2 separate regions of the Zea mays genome follow, and region 1 is linked to region 2. The links are chromatin contacts, called in public Hi-C maps. All regions are on one chromosome and are shown on one strand. Each heading gives the region's core, a stretch centred on a gene start, on an enhancer-like site or on the middle of the called end of the contact. The rest is flanking DNA. Distances are from core to core; before and after follow the strand shown.

Region 1 (3,414 bases), core at 463-2,962, 170 kb after region 2:
AAAGCCTATGTGAAATGAAAGAACATAAAGTAGCATACCGTAAGGAAGTTGCCAGTGTTCTGACCATCAGCCCTGTGGTAGTTATTGGTTTGGCTGGTAACCCCAGCAGCAACCTGCTTGGCCGCATCAGTCTTTGCAGCAGATGGTTTCTCAACAGGTGGAGCACTTGCAGCTGGTGCCACTGCTGGTTTGGGGGGCTCACCGCTTCCAAAGAGATAACCCAGAGAACTTTGACCACCACCGGCACTACCACCACGGCTCATCTTGATTATTGAAAAGAGAAACTGTACAAAGATCTAATCAGGTATCAAGCATTACTTCGACACATTGTATAAAGGTACAAGAGAGACAATGCAAATCAATTTAATTTCAAGTACCACAAATAATTTTTAAAATACTAAAGTATGTTTCGATCTGCCACCAACACTTGGTAAGGATATAATTCTCCAAGAACAAAGTAAAACAGAGAAGATATAGTTTGACAGGATCAACTCTATTAAACTTTATTAGGTACTGTAACTACAAACAGATGAAAACATCAAAACATATCTCGATCTGTCATGGAATCTTGGTAACGATCTTATTAAGGATGTAACGAACCGATCTTCCAGATATACTTTTACTCAGATACTCAGATAGAGTGATAGACACTGATTTCCTTCTATGTTGCATGTTTGTGCAGAAAACTGATGCACCAACAAATGTAAAACTAAACAGATTGATAGAACAATCAAGGAAAATAAAGCATCTTCGGTTTAACTCTGCCAAGTAACAAAGTTCAAAAGAACATCTGCCTAGTCATATATGACAGGTCCTTGTACAATTCTATGAAACCGGGAATGTGGAACCATGTGGGGTTCCATGGCCCGATCGGGAATGGGACCATATGGAACATCGTATGGAACCATGGTTGGGACACAGCCCTCACTCGAGTAGGATGTCGGATAAACCATCATCCTGCACAAGCAAGGGGCATGTACCTTCGCGGAAGCGGAGCACCACGAGGATATTGGAGGAGCAGAGGTCAGAGGACTGGCAAAGCACTAAGACAAAGGGATCGCTAACCATGTGCTCATATTACATGAACAAACAGTTAATCATGTGCTCACGTTGCATTGAATTATTTTTTTCTATACAGGAATATTTACTAGTTGGCTGTTTCAGGAACCTCGTTCCACATTATAGTTCCAAAATTTTACGGTTGACGTTCCGGTTATCGAATAAACCATACAAGGAGCCAGTGATACGCAACCAGTGATACGAGGTTACCTAAACAATTAGGTCTAACCTAGACACAACATGAAACGAAAAAAATCGACGGATCAACCACCGAAGACCGCAATGCACAACAGATCTTCATCTTTCTCTGGAGAATCTAAGCCGCAACATACTCCGAAGAATCTAATGCGTACAGCCGCAACAGCCGCATTCACGGTCCCTAGGGAGGGGATACCCTGCGGATCGACGACGGTGAGTCACAAAATTCAACAGATCCGCGTCTACCGACAAGCAGCGGACGCTCGGAAGCCAGAAATGGACGCGGATCTCAACCTTGCGGCTAGATTCGGGCGCTTACGGCGCAAATCAGGACATGGAAGCGAGACAACGAACCGAGGGTTGAGCGGGCAAAGGAAAGGGCCTTACCGAGAGGCAGCGGCGAGGAGATGGAGGGCGACCGGCGGCGGGGTCGGTGGGACTGCGGCTGCTCCGGATCTCTCTCGCTTCTGCGCTCGAAAATGGAGAACTGCGGCTGGTTTTGTATTGAAGAGGGATCGGGTGGTCCCAGTACCCGGGGACGGATGGGCCCAACACCTCCAGCAGGCCGTCCGATCTCGCCACTGACGGTGGAGATGGCCCCGGGCGCCCGCGTCAAGGAGACGCTCGATACTCGGAAACGCATAATGGTTTTCCTTTTTCGTTTTCGAAAAAAACACGCATCGGCATGGCATAATGCTATTCAGTTACTCAGTAGTTGCTGCCTCGGGTTGCAAACAGCAAACGTTACGTTTGCTACTCATGAATATTTTCCAACAAATATCTGTCATCGCATAATCTTTATTTATTTCTTCAAATATTCCCATGAATCTTCTAGCAATATGAAATTTAACATTCACATTGAATACCACCCTAGTGTAAGATGTGATTGCTTTCAAAATGCTGAGATGCTTTGAACTAAATTACGCAGATCAGAAACATAGAAGCTATAAACACTAGAAAATTGCCAGTCATAAAAATAACATTAAGGCAAGCGTTTGGTACGCATTCATTAGTATGCAGCATATGGTTATCCACAGCGGATCGTATAAAATTGTAGATTTGCACTATAATCGATACTGTTTACAAAATGAAGTTTAAAATAGATGATAGGACAGAAGATAGAATAGGATAACTGTGGAGACAGCCTAGAGATCATAGTTCTGTGCTGGAAAGGGGCAGGGGTCAAGTCGGGTAACACAGACGAAGATACAAACCACGACAAAATGCCCTTGTTTCCCCTGCAGTCGCACATACCAGTTACAAAGTAAGGATACACAGCTACCCCTCAGCTAGCCGTCCTAGTGTACATGGAAGGGGGTGAAACAACTAAAACGTCCTAGAATACTTCTTGATTTCGAACAGGATGGAGGATATGGAGACAAGGTCCTTGTTGAGAGCAGAGCCGCCGTTGATTCTCTTGACACACTCGGAGAGCCTGGTGTAGTATAGCAGGAGCTGTGCGAGCGTCGCTCTCAAGATCTCCATCCCGCAAAGAAAGTTGCTGAAAGATGTGATCACATCATAGTGCATCAGCTCGATCGCGGCCTTATACCGGCTCGCGAAATCCTTTACCAGTGGCTCAACTTCGGCAATGCTGGCTTTCTCGGAATTTGCAGCCGTCTCATCCGCTGATAAAGGTCAAGTATGAAATGTGATTCAAAAGTAAGAAAGAAAAAGGGCATACAGTTGCCATGAGATCTCAACTTACCTGGACGAGATTTGACGAATCTGATCAAACTACTGAACTGCTCCAGGAGCAACTCTTCCTGCAGAATGATACATGCAATGCATCAAGAAACTTCAGTAGAGTTTTTTAGAAAACGCTAGTGTATTAATGAACGTCACAGAAGTCCTTGAACACCTTGAACAGAAACTAAGGTGCTGTTTGGTTTACGAAATGTAACGTAAATGGTAATGGTAATGGTTTGCACTCGATTACTGGCGGTAACAAGTTTGAATAGTCCGGTTACTCCGGTATCAATTTTTAGTATGTTATCTGATTACAGTTAGAGTAAAACAAAAATGATTTAACGTTATCAGTTATCCATTACGTTACAAATATGTGAACCAAACGACACCTAACTTCAGCCACCACTAATGTCATTAACATTAAACACATGATTTTTTTTTATGTGTTGCCACAAGGTAATAGCAGCC
Region 2 (3,686 bases), core at 304-2,803:
ACTGATGGTACTTTGTCGAGTGGCTGGTTTTGTCGAGTGTTGGACATTCAGCAAAACGTCCTTTATCAAGTGCCCGTATGCAAGTGTTCGGGCATCAGCAAAATACCCTGTTGTCGAGTGTCTCCGTATGCAAGTGTTCGGCCATCGACAAAATACCCTGTTTTCGCCGAGTGTAGTGTTTTGGCGAGAATGGCACTCGACAAATCTTATCTTCACCGAGTGCCTGACATTTGGCTCTCAGTAAACCTATGAACACTCGGCAAAGAGCGTGTTCGATAGTGCTAGGAATCCATCTTAATCCATCTTAACGTAATGGTAGTGGACAACGTCGGCCCTAAGGGCAGGCGAACGGGGCAGTCGCACCGGGCCCCTCATCTTCGAGGGCCCCACCCATTCGACGTCATACATACATGTAATCAAATATGAAATACATTTGGTTAATTCTTAATTAATTGGTTCTACTCGTACGAGAGGTAAGAGCTCGTGATTGTACGTCCTGTGTGCCTATCAAGGGTGCGAGAGGCGAGACGCCTCAAACAACAACGTGAGATAACATGGTGTGAATGATCATGAGCCTAAATTTAATTCATCTCCTACTAAAAATGGTAATATTAAAGAACAACCAAATTTTATTGAGTGTTTATATTGATATGAATGTTTTAAATGTTTCTTAAGTACTTATATTAATATTTTTATATATTAAAAAATAATTGTATGGGTTTCTATTTAAGCCTTGTCCTGTGCCTCTAAGATCTCACGGCCGCCACTGGTAGTGGATAGCTAGAAGCAGCAATTTGTGAACACTGAAATTTTGTGTATGTATATATCATATATGAACGGCCCTGATATATAAAATGAAATTCTACGTGTACGTACACATACATTCGGTACGGTAGATAGTCTCCAGATACGCGGAATAATGATTGAGAAACGTGAAAAAGGATGAACAACAAGCATGGGGTTAGCTTAGGCATGCAACTTCCTATCTAGCTGTGCCTGTGCCTGTGCCGCTGTGCGTGTGATCAAACGTCGCAACTAGCGCAACAGCATCTTCTCACCTCACTCATTTAAACATGCTCGTCCGTCGCAATCACGGATCGATAGCTGTTTCGTACCAAGATCGTAAGAGATACCGTTGCGTTGCGCTGTAGATCCTCCGGCCGCGCCGCGTCCCTTTCCTCCCTCCCTCCCTTCCCTCCCGTCACCAACCACGGTTGCTTCAGGGGCGGAGCGATGATCTGCATCATTCATTCATCCGGCCCGAGAGCAGAGCGCACACCACACCACCTCCGTGAGGTGGAGCGGAGCCATCACCTCCGTCACGCACGCGATTTCTTTTCAAACCGAGTAGCTCGATCGAGTCCTCGTTACGCAACTCGACCAACCGGCGTCGGCCAGCTGATCGAGCCGCCCGGCCGGCCGCGCCTGGTGTGACGTGCCATCTCGATCTCGATGGGGCATCTTGCTCCTCCTCGCTCTCTTCTTCTTAATTTGCCGCTGCGTGCGGCCTTTTATTCGCCCTGCCTCTAGCTGCTGCTTCTTCCAGGATCGGGGATCGGAGCTTGTGCTGCTACTGCTACTATACCAGCGCTAGCTAGCAGCAGCCGCCGGCCGGCTCGCGCAAGCTAAGGAAGGGTCGACATGACGATGGGGCTCCGCGTCCGCGACTCCTCCGCGCTGCTGGCTCTGGCCGTCGCGCTCGCCTGCTGCTCCGTTGCAGGTTCGGTTACCATATTTCATTCATCTGAAAATGTAAACAGTGTCGATCGGTCGATGGGCGACGCTCACATTCTCTCCTCTCCTGTCGCCATGGCTGGCGGCTGCTGCACACACACTGGCACTTGCGCAGTGGTGGCCTACGACCCCCTGGACCCGAACGGCAACATCACCATCAAGTGGGACGTGATCTCGTGGACGCCCGACGGGTACGTGGCGATGGTGACGATGAGCAACTACCAGATGTACCGGCACATCATGGCGCCCGGGTGGACGTTGGGGTGGTCGTGGGCCAAGAAGGAGGTGATCTGGTCCATCGTGGGGGCGCAGGCCACGGAGCAGGGGGACTGCTCCAAGTTCAAGGGCGGCATCCCGCACTGCTGCAAGCGCACCCCGGCCGTGGTGGACCTCCTCCCGGGGGTGCCCTACAACCAGCAGATCGCCAACTGCTGCAAGGCCGGCGTGGTGTCGGCGTACGGGCAGGACCCGGCGGGGTCCGTCTCCGCGTTCCAGGTCTCCGTCGGCCTGGCCGGTACCACCAACAAGACGGTGAAGCTGCCCAGGAACTTCACGCTCATGGGGCCCGGGCTGGGCTACACCTGCGGGCCCGCCGCCGTGGTGCCGTCCACCGTGTACTGGACGCCCGACCACCGGCGCCGGACGCAGGCGCTCATGACGTGGACGGTGACCTGCACCTACTCGCAGCAGCTGGCGTCCCGGTACCCGTCCTGCTGCGTCTCCTTCTCCTCCTTCTACAACAGCACCATCGTGCCGTGCGCCCGGTGCGCGTGCGGCTGCGGCGGCCACGGCGGCCACGCGGGTCCGGGCGGCTGCATCGAGGGGGACTCCAAGCGCGCGCTGTCGGCCGGGGTGAACACGCCGCGCAAGGACGGCCAGGCGCTGCTGCAGTGCACGCCGCACATGTGCCCCATCCGGGTGCACTGGCACGTCAAGCTCAACTACAAGGACTACTGGCGCGCCAAGATCGCCATCACCAACTACAACTACAGGATGAACTACACGCAGTGGACGCTGGTGGCGCAGCACCCCAACCTGGACAACGTCACCGAGGTCTTCAGCTTCCAGTACAAGCCGCTGCAACCATACGGGAGCATCAGTGAGTATAATCATCGTCATCTGATGACATGACATGACATGTACATAATCATCGGTGTCTCAAATATATATATGCAATTAATGCAGATGACACTGGCATGTTCTACGGGCTCAAGTTCTACAACGACTTTCTCATGGAGGCCGGCCCGTTCGGCAACGTGCAGTCGGAGGTGCTCATGCGCAAGGACGCAAGGACCTTCACCTTCAGCATGGGCTGGGCGTTCCCGCGCAAGATCTACTTCAACGGCGACGAGTGCAAGATGCCGCCGCCGGACTCCTACCCCTACCTGCCCAACGCCGCGCCCGTCGTCGCCTCGCAGCTGGTCCTGTCCGCCGCCGCCTCGGCGTTCCTACTGTTGCTGCTCCTGGTGGCATGACCGTGACCGAACCAAGGGCAAGGCCTCCGTTTTGTTTTCCCGTCTCGTCCCGTGGGCAGGGAGCAGACTTCAGTAGGCAGGGCATTTTATTTGGTTTTTTTGCCAAGGATTCAACACTTGGGTTTTCGTCAGAGGAAAACTGTCGTGTATGTAGTGTGAGTTGCAGGTCGTCGGATCCCCACGTACAAGACAATCTTTGGATCTAGAATATGCAAAACGTGAATCAGCACGCCAGGATCATCGTCTCCTACAAGATTGGCAGAAAAAAAATCTCATGATGAGTGATGTGTCAACAGACCTATATATATGTGATAATCACTGGTTTCAACGGTTGCCTGAACATTTGCTAACCCATCAGTAGCCACTACTACATACGAAGCCGCAAGAACAGCGATGCCGTCCAAATAGCGATGGGCAGAACGAAGGATGAGCCATTCGCTCATTCAGTACAGGGGAAGAGTTTAATAGCCATGAGTA

Evidence for each region. Hi-C and Micro-C count contacts between places; a contact is called where the count stands out from the background.
Region 1: a contact with region 2 is called in a Hi-C map of leaf, with 4 times the contacts expected there. The contact joins the promoter of LOC100193571 here to the promoter of LOC778435 in region 2. A contact is called at or near these places in 7 of 25 Hi-C or Micro-C datasets (bundle sheath, ear, leaf and 3 more).

The regions. Positions count from the first base shown.
Region 1 is chr9:129,095,495-129,098,908 of Zm-B73-REFERENCE-NAM-5.0, forward strand. LOC100193571 reads right to left here and starts at 1,713. Exons shown (of 3, transcript NM_001138680.1): 1 at 1,645-1,713; 2 at 39-296. The coding sequence starts at 263. It overlaps LOC103639049 (vacuolar protein sorting-associated protein 52 A), which reads right to left. Exons shown (of 20, transcript NM_001358890.1): 19 at 2,966-3,023; 20 at 2,303-2,885. The coding sequence ends at 2,584.
Region 2 is chr9:128,930,400-128,934,085 of Zm-B73-REFERENCE-NAM-5.0, forward strand. LOC778435 (brittle stalk 2) reads left to right here and starts at 1,554. Exons shown (of 3, transcript NM_001112458.1): 1 at 1,554-1,720; 2 at 1,850-2,833; 3 at 2,920-3,537. The coding sequence starts at 1,642. The coding sequence ends at 3,209.